Regions from separate parts of the Anser cygnoides genome. Here region 2 is linked to region 1. Evidence: chromatin contacts called from public Hi-C data. All regions are on one chromosome and are shown on one strand. Each heading gives the region's core, a stretch centred on a gene start, on an enhancer-like site or on the middle of the called end of the contact. The rest is flanking DNA. Distances are from core to core; before and after follow the strand shown.

Region 1 (7,439 bases), core at 2,119-4,618:
CAAAAATAAGAACCTAGTATTATTGTCAGAAGTCTTGTGAATGGTCAAGTGCAACTGAAAATAGTTTCTATTGGCATGCTTTTGCATGCTTTCCTATCTAATCTCTTCATGTTGTTTTTTTTTCTTTTTTTTTTTCCTTCTGTAAAGGGCTTTTTCCTATTTTCTTTTTCTTTATTTATTTTTTCCTTTAACTGTGGGATGGGAAGGAACATGGAAAGCTGGGTTTTTGCCGCCACCATTACCACAAAACACGTAGCTTCTTTTTGCTTGTTATTTTAGCTAAAATTAGTAGTAGCTGGAGAGTGTTCTTTCCTGGTTGTCCCGGATAGCACTGTAGATGCTTAAGATGCCTATTATGAGCTCTTAACTGTGAACTGAAGAGGTGTGCTGTGGAACCTTTCACAAAAGTGCTCTTATTCTAAAATAAACACTGGTCTTCAAAACAGGTTAAAGCAGGAAATAAAAATATTCTAAGCAGCCTGACTTACGTACTCTTCCCTCGCAGTGCTTCTGCATTTCAGTGCCCTGTCCTGTGAAGCTCTCATTTACTGCTTTTCCAGTAGAGACTTGCCTTTGCTACAACCCCTGAGACACGGGTGTCAGCACCAGGTGTGGCTGGCTTGGCAGTGGAAGTTAGGCCAACTTTTTGTAAATGCTCTGCCTGTTTTCCTCACAAGTTTCCCACAGTTGTTATCCTTCATGCCTCCTGGTAGAAATAACAGGACTGTTAGAAACGTCAGTGACTGACAGCTCCTGGCATTTTAATGTCTACCACCCACCTCTGTATTTCTTGCTTATTGGCATAATCGAGAAGGACATTACGGCAATGCCTCTAGCAGGAGGAATGCCTGTTGCCTTAGGTCTGCCAAGAAACCAATTGCTCTGTTGCACAAAAATTAAATTTCTCTTAGAACTTTTATGTCATTTCCTCATTTAAGTGCTTGATTTTCCAAATCTCAATATATTATTATTATTATATATATATATTTTTAATTTGAATTTTTGCTTCTCTTGAAACACTTTAAATACACTAATAAATTAATAACTCAAAATGAAATTTTATCGTATGGCATATTGAAACCTATATAGCTCTTTTGCAAGCAGAAAAACAGCTTTTGCACAGACCCGTCACTTGAGGAAATGAGTAACTATAAGTTCCAGAAAGTACAACACCACCCAAGAATCTTCAGGCTCTGGAAGGCAGCGAAGATCCTTTCCTCTCCCTTTCGGCAGCTTGATCCTCTGGGTGTTGCTCCTGCCTGACCTACCTTCGGCCTTTCCTCTCTCCCTCTGGGCTTCCCATCCTAGCCTCATCCAGCCAGCCAGTTTCCCTTCAGTGCGTGACAAGAGGATTTTCTGCTCTCCCACTCTGGCATTCACCCTGCTGCCACAATTCTCATTTCACCTCTCAGCCGCCTCCTACTCAACTCTTTCTCGTCATCTCCTTGTCCACCCAGGCCAAGTCCTCCTGCACCTTGGCATCTCCGTTTCTTATCTCTATTCCCCCATGCCAGTTCTTGCACCAGAATGATTTGCTTGGCGATCCCTGCTCCCAAATCTGATGCACAGCTGCATTTGCAGGAAATGCCCTGTTCCAGCCCTGCATTTCTGACACATACTCAGGGTGGATGTCATGTTTTAGTAGTGAAGCCACAGCAAGCCTTTATACGAGGACTTGTATTAATGGCAATATTCAAGCGTTGGAGCATTATGAAATGTTGGCAGCTTTCCCAACAACAGCCAAGTACATCTTTGATGCAATGCTTCCTTGCAGTGCACCCCCACACATCAAAATCCTTGCACTGAAATATGAAAGTATTACTGATTCTCAGAGGAAAAAAAAAATTAATGTCATAAAGCACATTTTCTTGAATTTCAATTCTATAATAGCTGGTTTAAAGTAAACCTGCAACAGCAAAACATCATACTGACTGCCATAACCAGCAGAGGGAATTCCAAGCCAAGCATACCTGGGAAAACCAAGAATAACCAAACATGTAATCTTTTCATTCAAACCAAGAGGAAAGTAGACAGGGAAATATTATAATCTCCATTTAGGAGATAATTTTGTCCCAGAAAAAAAAAAATTATAATCTGAACAGGCTTTGACAGAGACTGGAAGGGGAATTGGAGTAATTTGTGTTAGGCTACAGAGAAGGTGACAGCTGAAAATATAATCTGAGACTTCAAAGTGCCGTATGTGTAAGAAAATTAAATTACCCAGCAGCAAAATGCAACAACTAAGTTACAGTATTTTGATAACATTTGTTCATGCAGACTGCTAAGGATACTATGATGTGATTACATTTTGGTCTATCGCCAAAAATCCCCACATGCCATTACCCATTACTTACATTTTGGCAAGGGTAATATAGTAATTGGAAAAAAGACCTGCACCCCATGGCTACGTTAATTTCCCTATGGTACACCTGGGAGGCAGTACCACTACAGCACTTTCGGAGGGTTCAACTTGCAACCATTGCACGCTCAGCTTTCAGGGGCTAGATTTCCTTATGGCAAGTTATAAAAGAAAACCCAAACTTGTATGGTTTACGCTTTGCTGGTAATATAATTGATTTAGGCACTGTGCTCAATACCTTTCCATGTTATTTTGATAGTGTAACCGAAGTGTTTGGAAAAAAAAAAATTAAAAAATCTTGTATGGGTGTGAATCAGCAGTGTGATTTCAAAGGAAAAGATAATGAGATCTGAGGTGCAAGCAAGATGAGCGCTGTACACACCACTTCACCCGTGTGTGGTTTGGCAGAACAAGACGAGGGGGAAGGCCTGACCTGCCGGTTAGTTGCTCATGAGACATTTCTTCTCAGAAAGAGTGGTCGTGCATTGCACGGGCTGCCCAGGGAGGTGGTGGAGTCCCCGTCCCTGGGGGTGTTCAAGGAAAGGTTGGACGGGGTGCTTGGGGACATGGTTTAGTGGGTGACATTGGTGGTAGGGGGTATGGTTGGACCAGATGATCTTGGAGGTCTTTTCCAACCCTAATGATTAAATAATAAAGGTGTACTGCCCTCTAAAACAGCACACGCTAGCCAAACGCGATTTTTAAAGGCAGGAACCGGCTGCACAAACCGCACTCATATCAGGGCAGAAGAAGGAAAGAAAAAAATACGGAAACCACCAAGGTGGCGGTTTCACAACGCTCACTGCACGCCCAGCAGCGGCGGCGAGCAGTAAATTTTCAGACCCGGGCCCCGCGTACGCCACGGAGCCTCCAGCCCCGAGGCGGGTGAGGAAGGGGGCCGGGCCCGGCTTCACCCTCCGTGCCCGGGGGGCCTGGCTGGGCCGGGCCGGGCCCGGTGCCGCCCCCACGGTGCCTGGGCGCGGCCCGGCGGAGCCCCGGGGCAGCCACGTTGACAGGGGGCGCGGCCTCGGCGGGGAGCGGGGAGCGGCCGGTGCGGGGGAGCGGGGTAGGGGCGCGCCCGTGCGGGCACTGCGGGAGCCGCCACCACCGCCATGTCTTCGCCCCCCAAGGAGAAAGCCGAGACGCGGGCCGGACACCCTCCTGCTGGTACTGCCGCCGCCGCACCGCTCCTTCCTGCTCCGCTCGCCTCCGGGGACGGGCCTGGGGGGGGACGGAGCGGAGCGGAGCGGAGCTGTGCCCCGGGCTGGGCGGGCAGGAGGGCGGGCAGGGGCTGCTCCGGCGCCGCGTCCCCGCGGAGCAAAGCCCCCCGGAGCCCCCGGGCTGGCTCTGTGCGGCTCTCGTCCCGCCGCAGCCTTAGGGAGGGAGCCGTGCCCTGCCTGCGCGGGGCGGGGAAGGAGCAGCCCGCGGGCAGGGAGCTGACAGCGCGCCCCACATCCATTTTGTGCCGGCACTCTGCCTCGCTGCGCCAGCGGGGCGAGCTGGCTGGGTGCTGGCTCGTCCCCAGCTTTAATCCTGGGGGTGGGCCTGGTGGGAAGCGAGGTGCTCACTGAGTGCCCCGCCGAGGCCGTTCTGGCCGTTTCCACCCGGTGTTAAGTGCTGAGGGGCGAGGGAAGCAGTGGTTGGGCGTGGGGAGCAGCTGGGCCTGCCTTTGGTGTGGCATCGACCCGTCACCAGCCACGGCCAGAGCTCCTCTGCACAGTGGGACTGTTCCTTGCTGCTGTTCGGTTTTCTTCCTCTTTACTGCTGCTCTATTGAAAGGGGAACTGCGCTATTAGAAGGGGAACAGTGTCCCTGCGCTGACACCTTTTCTTATGTTTTGTAACGCTTCCTCGTGGAATAGTTTTTCAAGTATTTCAGTCCAAAAATGCTGAAATTCTCAATTCACAGAACAGCTAGTTTCAAATTCAAATAATTTGATGGGATATAATAGCTAAATTTTACGTTGCGGATTTGAAAGCAGTCCTCGAACCTGAATTGAATTCTGCTTCTTTACTATAGCGAGGACCTGAAATTCCTTTAAATAGATAAGAGAAGTGAGAGGTAATTGCTTTCCTTTGTGTGGCAAATGCAATTCAATAGCTGAGTTAAGCTGATCCCTTGGCTGAGCAGAGTTGTCCCACTTCTGCAGCCTGCCCTGTCCCAGCATTAGCCCTTGCCTGACCTGGTGGTGAGCTGGTTCAGGTAACTAAGCCAAACTAATTTGCCAGATGTCAATGGTTTTTGCTGCCATAGCTCCTCAAATCCACTCACTTTCAGTTCAGCTTCAGTGTGAAGGAATTATTGAGATGTTAGACTGGTGCAACCAGAGGGCACAGCTAAACCATCGACTGACAGGGAGAAAGGATGAGTGGCATCTATTTCCAGTTAGTTGCTTTGTGGCTGTGTTATTTTGTTGTATGTTTTAAAGTTTTGTTTCAAAACCTGTGTTTTTAAACGTGGGATTTTTTTTATTTTAAAGGCCTAGTTTAGGCTTCACAGGCCACCTTTAGAAATGAGCAATGCACAGTGCAAAATTGTAATTGCAGTACAATACAGGTTTTCATTGCTGTCAGAGTATTTCAGTGTTTTCTTTTCCTTTTTAAGACTTGCATCCACGTACGAGCTGAAGACCTTGCTCAGCTTTGTACCTTTTAAGGTCCGTAGCAACCCTGAGGGTATTCTGTGAGTATGCACCAATTCAGCTTTGGAAGGGGATCGCCAACTCTGTCTTTGAGGCCAGAGACAACCGATGTTTTACAGTATCCTCAAGTCATTCCTGCAGGAGGGTGGTTTTGAACTGGTTGGCAGAAGAAAGTCCCTCTGACGCGTGGTCCTTTTAACACTTCGAGAATCCACAATAAATGTGCTGACTAATGGCAGTTTATACTTACTGTACAGGCTGAAGCTGGGTTTTAATCCTCTATCCCAAGCTGGTTTAGATCCTCGAATAATAATGTAATGCCATATGGCAGTTTGTAAGGAAGTTTTAATAAAATAGAAGTAAGGAATTCTTGAAAACACCAACAAAAAATGACTACTTGTATGCAGCTGGAATAGCGCTCATAAATAAAAAGGCTAATTTCTAGCAAGGCGAAGATGCAAATGGGGGAACTTTTTTGACTAATGGCTCGACAGCTCTGGTTTTGCTGCATATGGTTGTTTCTGTAATTAGGGATGTATTACCCCGCTGAGTATGAATCGCGTGCGTAAATGTTAGGAAAGATTTAGATCATGAAATTGAAGCTGAATTGACAAACTCGTTATATTTCACGTGCCCGGTTAGCCCTTGCTTATGACTGCATTCAGTCTGTTAGCTTCCTCTCTGCATTGATCTTTCCCATGGGGGGCGAGGCGGAAAGATAAGAAAAACACTTGAAAACAGAAAGGATAATGAAATGGAAAGAAACCTTAAGACCTCAGGCTGGCAACAGGGTACACGAAGCAACTTTGAACTCCGTTCTGAAACTTAATAAAGCTTAAGTTGGGACCCTCATGTATAAATATATATATCCATCTGTCAGTAAGATCAATGTATCCATAATACAATGCTGAGTAGGTTTTGTACGGCTTGCAGTCACTCTGAAAACGGCTGTGTAATTATGCTTTCAGCTGTTCATTTCTTCTAATAGCTACTGTGGATGAATAAAGCAAGGTGATTGTATTAATAGTTTATTTATGAAGCTTTACAATAGATTCATGGAAATAGTTACGTGCTTTTGTTCTGCATTTAAAAAAAATAGCTCTAAGCCAGGATTTCTATGAAATAATGGTATATAATAACTCTTACTTCCATTCTTGTTTTGTCAGACACTAACGTATGTTCCCTTAAGCGTGCAGAAGGGCTTGTTTAAAGTTTCCCTCAGTATTAGCTTTTCATACATCTTATAATAACAGATTCCATTATATTGATATGGTTCATGAGAAATAAATTTTGTATTAATATTTAATACTACGCTGAAGGAAAGCAGGGAGGTGCTAAAGATCTTGGTTGTACTGTTGATTTCTAGTACAGTGGGTGATATCACTTGCACCAAAAGGTTTGCCCAGAAGGGACTGCCTCTGGCCGTGAGGTTGCACATCACCCATCTAAATGAGCAGTGCCCAGGCTTGCAGTGGTTCTGCAGGCACTTGGTGCTTTCTGTGACTTGGTGTGATTTATTTCGGGAGTAAGTCTTGGAAACTAGGAGGAAGGAAGGGGTAAGTAAAATGAGAATGATTACCGATTCCAGATTGTCTTGAATATTAATTGATTAACGTGGTAGCTTAATGCATTTCCAAAAGGGTGTCTGGCAGAGATGTACCCTTAAGGGGAACACAGGTTACCAGTCACAGAATAAGCAAGACGCTTCTGTCTACCCCTCAGAGCAAACATGGCAAACAGTAGTTAATAACCAGAGCTAAGCTGTCATCCAGCAACTGGGCAAACAGACTTCTGCTGTTGCCGGTAACTGGTTCCCCTCTTTATTTCTCGCCTTAGAAGCTGGTGGCTTCTCATCAGCTCCCTACCACCTGCAGCTGCTCCCTGGGCTCCTGCCCTTGCCAGGATCCCCCTCAGTAACTGCAGTCTGAGGCCCGTGGAAACTGGCTTGTTCCTACTCCCAGTACAATTGTTGACACCTTCCTGTTTTGGGCATTTATTTTTGGCAGCGTTTTGGAAGGTGATTTCTCAGTTATTTAAATGCTTTTTCCGCTCTGTGAAGGATTTGCTGTAGGAAAATCTGAGCTCATATTCTCTTAATAACAACTTTTAAGTAACAAAATCACTGTAGTAAGCGTCAGTGAAGCTGTTTGGTGAAAACCAGGCAAGTAAGAAATAGATGAATCCTCTTAATCCAAGAAAATCTCACAAATGGAGCATTTTTTACTTTAAGTTGGTGCATATAATCATTTCTTCTCTGCCCAACACTGACATGTAGCTGGGTTGAAATCTTTTGAAAACAGAAGTCATTTATGTTGCAGAGAGATTCTTTCTCTTCTTAAGCAAAGTCTTTTGAAACCAGATTGGGTATGACTGTATCGTATCTTGGGTGGCATAGATGTACCTCAGCTGCATGTACAGGATGCTTATATAAATATTCCA
Region 2 (7,710 bases), core at 4,179-6,678, 210 kb after region 1:
AATACTGCACCTTGAGTGCAATGCAAGTGGAGTAATTATTGTTTACATTATCTGTCAAAACCATTTGAAGTGAAACTGACAGAAGTCATGAAGCAGTATTCCAGGCAGACAGTTCAAAGGTAACTGAAAGCTGTGTTTCAAATCGGAATTTTGCTGTGATTTCACCTCAATATTCAGAGGTCCAAACACTCAAATTTATCAATAAAGCTGAAAACACACCATACACTGTAATGCTGACTACAGAAGAATGGGACTGAGGCAGTCAGGAAAGGTACGAAAAAAAGACTTCTATTATGGCTCACGTAACATTATGAAAGCACCATATTACTTAAACAGTCTGCAATAATAAGAGCTGCAATTCAAACAAGAATTCAGAAATTAAACAATTACTTTGGATCTAGCATGCTGAATGAAAAGACTTCACAAATACTAAGAGAAAAAGAAATGAAGTTCCGAAAAAACAGAACCAGTCAAACATACTTACTTGGTGTGAAAGCAAATCTGTGCTTACATAATTCACAGTACTCTTTTCTGCTGTGTTTAAGCCACTGAACTAAGCTGCAACAAAAAGTGATCCCATTAATACATGCTATTGCATCTCTTCGCTTTCCCCTCCATTACAAAACCCACACCAATTCTCTACTTTCAAACATAAAGAATATTGGTATTATCAAGGAGGACTTAAACTAGCATGGTTATTAAGTCCATTTAGGCCACAGAAGTTTCAAAAGTGAAAAAGATGAGCTGACTATGAGAAACAATGACATGTCTTCAATTACATAACTTACACAAAGAACTTACATTGTCAGTAATGTATGTCATTGAAAAGGCTGACAACTCAGAGCATGTATCCTCACACGGACACCAATCCTTAAATATTTCAAGATATGACACACATACACATGATGAAGATTTTACACCACTGTATTTGTGAAAGAATGACTAGTAAAATACAATCAAAAAGAGAGTGTGCATATACGTGTGTGTTATAGACCAGAATTAGTTTTTATTTTAGCATTTCCCTAACTGAACGTATACCTCAAAATTTTGTTCATTTTATTTTTTGGTATGAGGTCAGGTATTCTTTTTCATTCAGAATTATAAGCAGATAGAAAAAAAACAGCATACTGATTTGCCTGCTTTTAGTTTTCTGCGGGTGTGTGAGCACAACTGTAGTCTGAAACACATGTAACTATTAGTACTTCCTTTTTGCATACAATTACTAAATTCTTTGTGAACTATAGTGAACCATCATGTTAAAAAACAAAAACACCACACTTTAATATGCTTTTTCTCTGAAAATTGGCTTTTCTTACTAGTTAACATGAAGGCTTAGGAAGTACCGTTTTTAGAAATATGTTAATACATTTCATTAAAAAAATGAGCAAACAAAAAAAGACAGAACTTACCATTCCTGATGAATAAATTTAATACTGCCAGTACACACACATGGATGATACAGGGGTTTCTCAGGTGTTCCTTCAGACCGACAGACTCTGCATATATCTGCTGAGCAGGACATAAAGCTTATTATTCTTCTGCTTAAAGAATTCACATTTACATAACAAATTATACACTACAGAAACGTTGCCATGTAGCAAGATGAAGCCAAAGTAACTTAAAGTGAAAAAGGCTGGAAGATAGATTTCATCTGGTAGAAGACATGAAGACTCAGACCACCAGAAAAAAAAAAAAAAACACACACACAAAACAGGAACATTATCTCCCTGATCATTTCATTAAAACAAAACAAAACAAACAAAAACATGTAATAAGGCAGTGTGTTTTTAAGATTTCTAGCATATACACACCAATATGTAGATATGTAGGGGTACTCTGCATAAAAACAGAAATTAATAATAAAACATCTGAAACAACGTCTAGACTGGTAAGGATAATCCTCCTGCAAGCGGCTATAAACTTCAAAATGGAATAATTCCATCTGAGTTTTGAACAAGTTAAACAGAGGCTGAGCAGAAGAGATTTACCAATGACTAACAATTACTTAAGACATTTACCACTATTGAACCTCTTTGATGAAAGAGAAAGAAAACCAAACATAATGAACGTGAATAGCTATTTTGTAAGTTTGTTACTTAAGTTGAGTAAGGCCACCACAAGCACATTCAGCACCACATTGGTGCTGCTACAAGCAGGCACAAGGAGTACTTCCACCAGAGCCATACCAAGCAATGTCATGCTGCTGCAAACACCACGAGCCCCCAGTTTCCCCAAGAAGCGAAGGATTCCTTTTTCTCGCAGAGGGTGCTTCCAGGTGACTGCCCACGGCAGCTCTCTCCAGCTTACGGCCAGGGTAGAACCTCTAGCTGCTGCAGACCCACCTTCCTCCAGCACTCTTTAACAGGGCTACTTCCCCACGGCAGGTTGACAACTCACAGGTTGAGCAGCCTTGTAAAGGGTCAGGCCAGCACTAGGGCCAGCACCCTACACACGACGGGGCAGATGGAAAACGTGAGAACCAGCAGCTACACTGGTTTAAACTGGCGTGAAATTGGTGCCTTAAGGATGCTCTTTGACAGCACAGAAAGCAATTTAAAGCATATTGCCTGACAGACCCCCAGAGCTCTCTGAACCCACCCATTAATGGTCCATTGGCTTTCTCAGCAGAAACTGCTGGGAAGAACAGAGCTTTCTTTACTGAAAATAGATGAATTCTTTATTAGGGAAAGGATTTCCTTCTTCTGTTAGCTTACTAAAGTAAGTTAAGACTATATTTTAGGTTTTCAAAGGATACGAGAACTTCTAGATATTCCCACTTGTTTCATAAATCCAAATAAGCACAAAAGTAACAATCTGGACTGTTAAGCAACACAACTTCAAATCAACAAACCCTGCTGAGGGTCAATGTGTAAAACTACACCTTACAACCCCTGTACTGTCACTTTCAGAGAAATTTCCAGTGTGTAACAGACGCTGTTTTTCTACTTGCACACACACTTGGCATCCTGTTAGTCATGTGTGCGTTCAGGAAATAATGATCTTGGGTAATACACTTCTTTTTTGAAAACATTTCTCTGCCCATCACATTTCTCTAATGAAATGCTCACCGCTGTAATACCCAAAACTGAAGATCAGGCTATTTAGCAAAAAAATGATTTAGCTAGAAGGAACAAGGGGTACCTGTTATCAGCAGACACTGCTATCTGGTGCTGTCAGGCGCTACAGAGGATCAGCTCCCACATCAAGCCCAAAGCAAAGAAGCTGCCCTTTAGGTCTGCCCATTACTATCCTCAACTGCCTCTTTTTTCTGAACTCTTACCATCCACTTAGTTTTCTACTAACTCTACAATACAGCTCAGTCAACCATCAATCCTACCAGAAACCCAAGGGCCATCATCAATGGACCAATATAATCATTAACAGGTTACCAACAGTTACTTAAAGTCCACTGGAAACATACAGCAGAAGTTGGGGCTCTGCCACACAATAAAGAGCCTGACTTTCCTTTTCCTTAAGTCACAAAGTCTTTTCGGCTGCTAGTGTTTAAAGCTTTCTAATTTTGGGAAGTCTCTCTGGTGTTTTGGCAAGTGCTATGAAATTCTAATAGTGGGAAATGAAGTTTGAAACTCCAGCAGAAGTCACCATGTTCTAGCAGTATTTATGGACAGTGAGTGTGAAGCCTATGTACTTTCTATACTACTATTTTTGAGCTTTTAAGGGTAACACTGACAAGAGTATAATATAAAACTTAAGGTGTTATATACAGTAATAATAAGTGCATATACTAAATATATTAAAAAAAAAAAAAAAAAAGTCTAAACTCCAAGTGCAGGGCACAGCACTAAGGTTTGATTACTGAAGACAATGCCCTAAAATGTAACTAACAACCCCGCTCTGTTCTCTCTTCCTGGTCTCACCGCCGGTCACCAGATTATGTCCTGTAGAAGTACGTGCGATCAAAGGCTACCACATTTAACAGCCTGTTACAAATAATCAACTACCTTTTTTGGCTTAAGTCCACCGAGACACATTTACAAACTACTGGAACGGTGGGAACTCAACTCGTCCTTTCTGAGAATCCACTTCACAGTTTGCTACAAACCAAGTTTTCTGGATGACTAGATGCCAAATACACAAAATCTCAACAGTCACTTTGTTAATTTAATCAGTTCATGTAACTGTGGGACTACAGAGGCTCAAGAGTTGCAGCAGTGTTAGAAGTTGTTAGATTTTAAGCACACAAATATTTTGATAAACCACCCGTTTCCACAAGTACTAAGTTTGTCTACAGCGTGACCCAATGGACATTCTGCAAAGGCATTGACTTACTTCATCCACTGTGTTTTCCCAGCTGTTTACCTTTCAATTCTCTCAAGTTGGAAAACCAAGCGACGCTAAGTAAAAAGCTACATTGAAAATGGTGCCTCATCAACTGAAACCAAGACGCTAATTTTTCCCTTGGAACTGTCCGGCCACCACAACGCGTATTTGTAGTTATTGCTTGAGATGGCAAGCAGAGCTCACGCGCTGCTAAGAAGCATAGCGCAGATCCTTTATTTGTTTTGGTTTATTATGAAAGTTCTGCACTGCCAGCTCCAACCGCACAGTTCCTCAACATCAGCTGGGCTGAAGGAACGTAACAATTGATTTCAAGTCAAGCAATGCCCCCAAAACGGGAACTATGCATTAAAAACACGTCACTGCAATCTCTCTGACAACTTTTTCAGCGTGATGTACTCATCTCTTGTAAAAGAGACAGGGAACCACCTGGGATCCTGCATCGCTTTATATTTTGGGTTTTCCGAGCAGGTTTTTGAGCAGTTAACTAGCTAACAGCTGCGTTAAGCTTGGCAGAAACGAGTAACAAAATAATAAAGGCACGGCAGCGAGGGGCTGCTGACAGGATTCCGACCGGGGCAGTAACTCACACACCCGCCAAGCTGCGGGGCCAGCTCCGGCGGGGCCCGGCGCATGTTTCGGGTCATCCCGTGCCCCGAGGCCCCTCACGGCCCCGGTGCCGAGCCGTGCCGAGCCGAGCCGCTCCCGCAGCGCCCCCCGGCCCCGCACCGGCGGCGGATACAGTTACAGTTACATAAGGGCAGCACGCCGCTCCCCCCCCCCCCCCCCGCCCGCCGCCATTTCGCGTCGCGCCCCCCGCAGCCACCGGGCACGGGCACGGAGCGGGGGGGGGGGGGGGGGGAGCCCCGTCAGCACCCCCGCGCTCGCTGCCGATCCCGGGGCCGGGCCGCCTGCCCTCCTCCCGATCCCCTTCACCCCCTTGGCTGTGCCCGGCTGGCGGTGCGGGCGGCGGGGAGCGCTGCGGAGAAGGCGGCGGGGATCGCGGTACCTTCCTCGGCGGTCTCCATCTTGCGCGGCTGACGCAGCGCCGGCCGGCCGGGTGGCGTGACCCGCGGCGGGCGGGGCGCCGTAGTGGGGCGGCGCGGGTAGAGCGCCGCGCTGAGCCGGGCCGTGCCGTGCCGCCTAGGCGGGCTGGAGGACTCGAGGGCGGAAGGCCTGCGCCGCTCCCGGAGTGCTAAGATGGACAAAAATTCACAAAAAGCCCCCCAAATTCAGGGGAATGTGACGGAGCGGGGTGGCTCTCCGGTAGTGAATAATTAAAGCACTTCAGCGTAACACACGTGTCCAATTTAGGTCTTCCTTCTGTCGTCCCTCTGGGAAAGGCAGGGGGAAAAACTCCCACTCAAAACTGAAAATCACTTTATTTTAAAAGCTCATTTTCATCCTCTCCTACTTATAACTGAAAATCAGGTTATTTTAAAAGCTCATTTTCATCCCAACAACTCATCCTAGCATATTAAAAAAGCGTCACTTCGGTACCAAAGAAACAACAGCATATTCAAATTGTCTGTACAGGAACACTTGATGAAAAAAACACAGAAAAAAACCAAACCAAAACCAAACCACACCAAGACACAGGGCAGTCCAGTTTCCACCTTCACTTGTGATTCCAACTGTATGGCTTCCAAACGTGCAACCTTTGTTGTTACTCACTTGCAATAAATACAAATTAAATGTCATTTACAAGTCCCTGAATTACCATTCACATTTAAAGACCATGGCAAAATATGTGTGTGTAATTCTCCATAATTAACACATGTAATTCTCCATAATTAATGCACATAGTTCTCCCAGTTTCAGTCTTCTAAGGTAGAGTGTTTTAAAATCAGATAAAAACTTTTGAAATGAGTAGCTAGCTACATGGTGCCAGGGAATAATTTCATTCCTGTCTTTATCTATCTATTCAGCCTTTTAAACTACTTAGCATCACATTTATACCATCTGCTCAGCAGTTGGAAAGAATTAATCCCCCAAATTTGTTCTTACCATGTGGTTCAGTATGGGCTACAAAATAGTTTACTGGTAAACATGAGTTGAAGGCAGCCCATTATAATTTAAACAGAAGAAAAATAAGTATTTTATTGTAAATTAAACTAAATCTCTCTGAACCTACTGTGTGTTTTTGATGAACATATTATTAATATGTGTCTATCCGGTAATATGTTGCCTGTTCTTCACCTGAGAAATACATACAGGTTACCTAATTTTTAATTTTTCATACAGAGGGGGATGTTAGGAGACTGTTATTTGTTTTTTAGTGTCATCAAGGTCAAGAATTAGTGTCAACAGGCTCTGAACAAACATACTGAAAAAAAATAAAATATCTGCTTCAAATAAGTTATAATCTGAGTAACAGAGGAAATGGGGAAATTTTATAGGTGGAAACCTAAGATAGTGATAGTTGTAATCCTGAATCACAGAAGGTCATGGCAAAAGGAAAGACATATTTAGAATGAGTGGGAGGAGTGGAAAAAGAAGTATTTTGAACATGGTCCTATTTTGGCAAAGCACTTATGTTTTGTGACATTTAAATGCTTAGAAAATATATTGTCTATTTTCAAATGCTCTCTGAAGAAAATACAAAATGAAAATTGAAAAATTGAAACCACACAGCATTTGTACTATAACATTTCCATCTTTTCTCCAATTTTAAAATAACTTCATGGAAATGATTCCCTTACGTTTTTAGAGTTGTTTTGAAAGTCTGCAGTATTGAAAAAGCCGAACAGCAAAAGCTAATGCTTTTCAGTTTGCTTCAGCTGAACATTTCAAAACCCATTTATTTTCTTAATCAGCTTTAAAAAAAAAATTGAAATCTTGTCCACTATTTCTATTTTAAATCACAGCTCCAGTCACTGAAGGTTCTCATTTGGAGGTGGCAGCAGCTTAACTTCCAGTGTGCTGTCCTAGTTCTTTTCCACAGGTGTCCACCCAACTCACCACAAAAATGGCTCAGTGTGATATAAACAGCAAGTTACAAAAATGTGGAAAACATGATGGATTATTTTAAAGAAAACCGAGTGGATTCTAGTCTATCTTAATAAATCAGGCAGCATCTGAGGTGAATAGGTATCTGGTTCCTGAGCACCTTACCAACCACCATGAGGGAGATCTAGAAAGAGTCCCCATGGCAGGGGAGAAGCTGTTAAGTTAAAAGTAGAGCAACCACTCTGATATACAGCATAAAGTACGTCCTACAGAAAGTTGCCATGACAAAATCAGAGAGTAAAAAGTTCTGTGAACTACTAAGACACTTGGTAAAAATAATTGCCACCACAGATCTTCCTGGTACACTGCAGAGTCTTTTGAAGGACACATGTCCTGATGACTGGCCATTTGGCCACAGTAACTCATAAAACTGCATCTACTAAGCAGGTATCTGCTGTGCCA

The links. A called contact is a pair of places that touch in the nucleus more often than the background predicts.
Region 2: a Hi-C map of liver shows a contact between it and region 1, with 2.2 times the contacts expected there. The contact joins the promoter of MARCHF6 here to the promoter of DAP in region 1. A contact is called at or near these places in 2 of 7 Hi-C or Micro-C datasets (both in liver).

What each region holds. Positions count from the first base shown.
Region 1 is chr2:87,072,242-87,079,680 of Taihu_goose_T2T_genome, forward strand. It overlaps DAP (death associated protein), which reads left to right and starts at 3,369. Exons shown (of 4, transcript XM_048076399.2): 1 at 3,369-3,526. The coding sequence starts at 3,472.
Region 2 is chr2:87,282,292-87,290,001 of Taihu_goose_T2T_genome, forward strand. MARCHF6 (membrane associated ring-CH-type finger 6) reads right to left here and starts at 5,429. Exons shown (of 26, transcript XM_048076398.2): 1 at 5,309-5,429; 2 at 1,410-1,506; 3 at 485-558. The coding sequence starts at 5,327.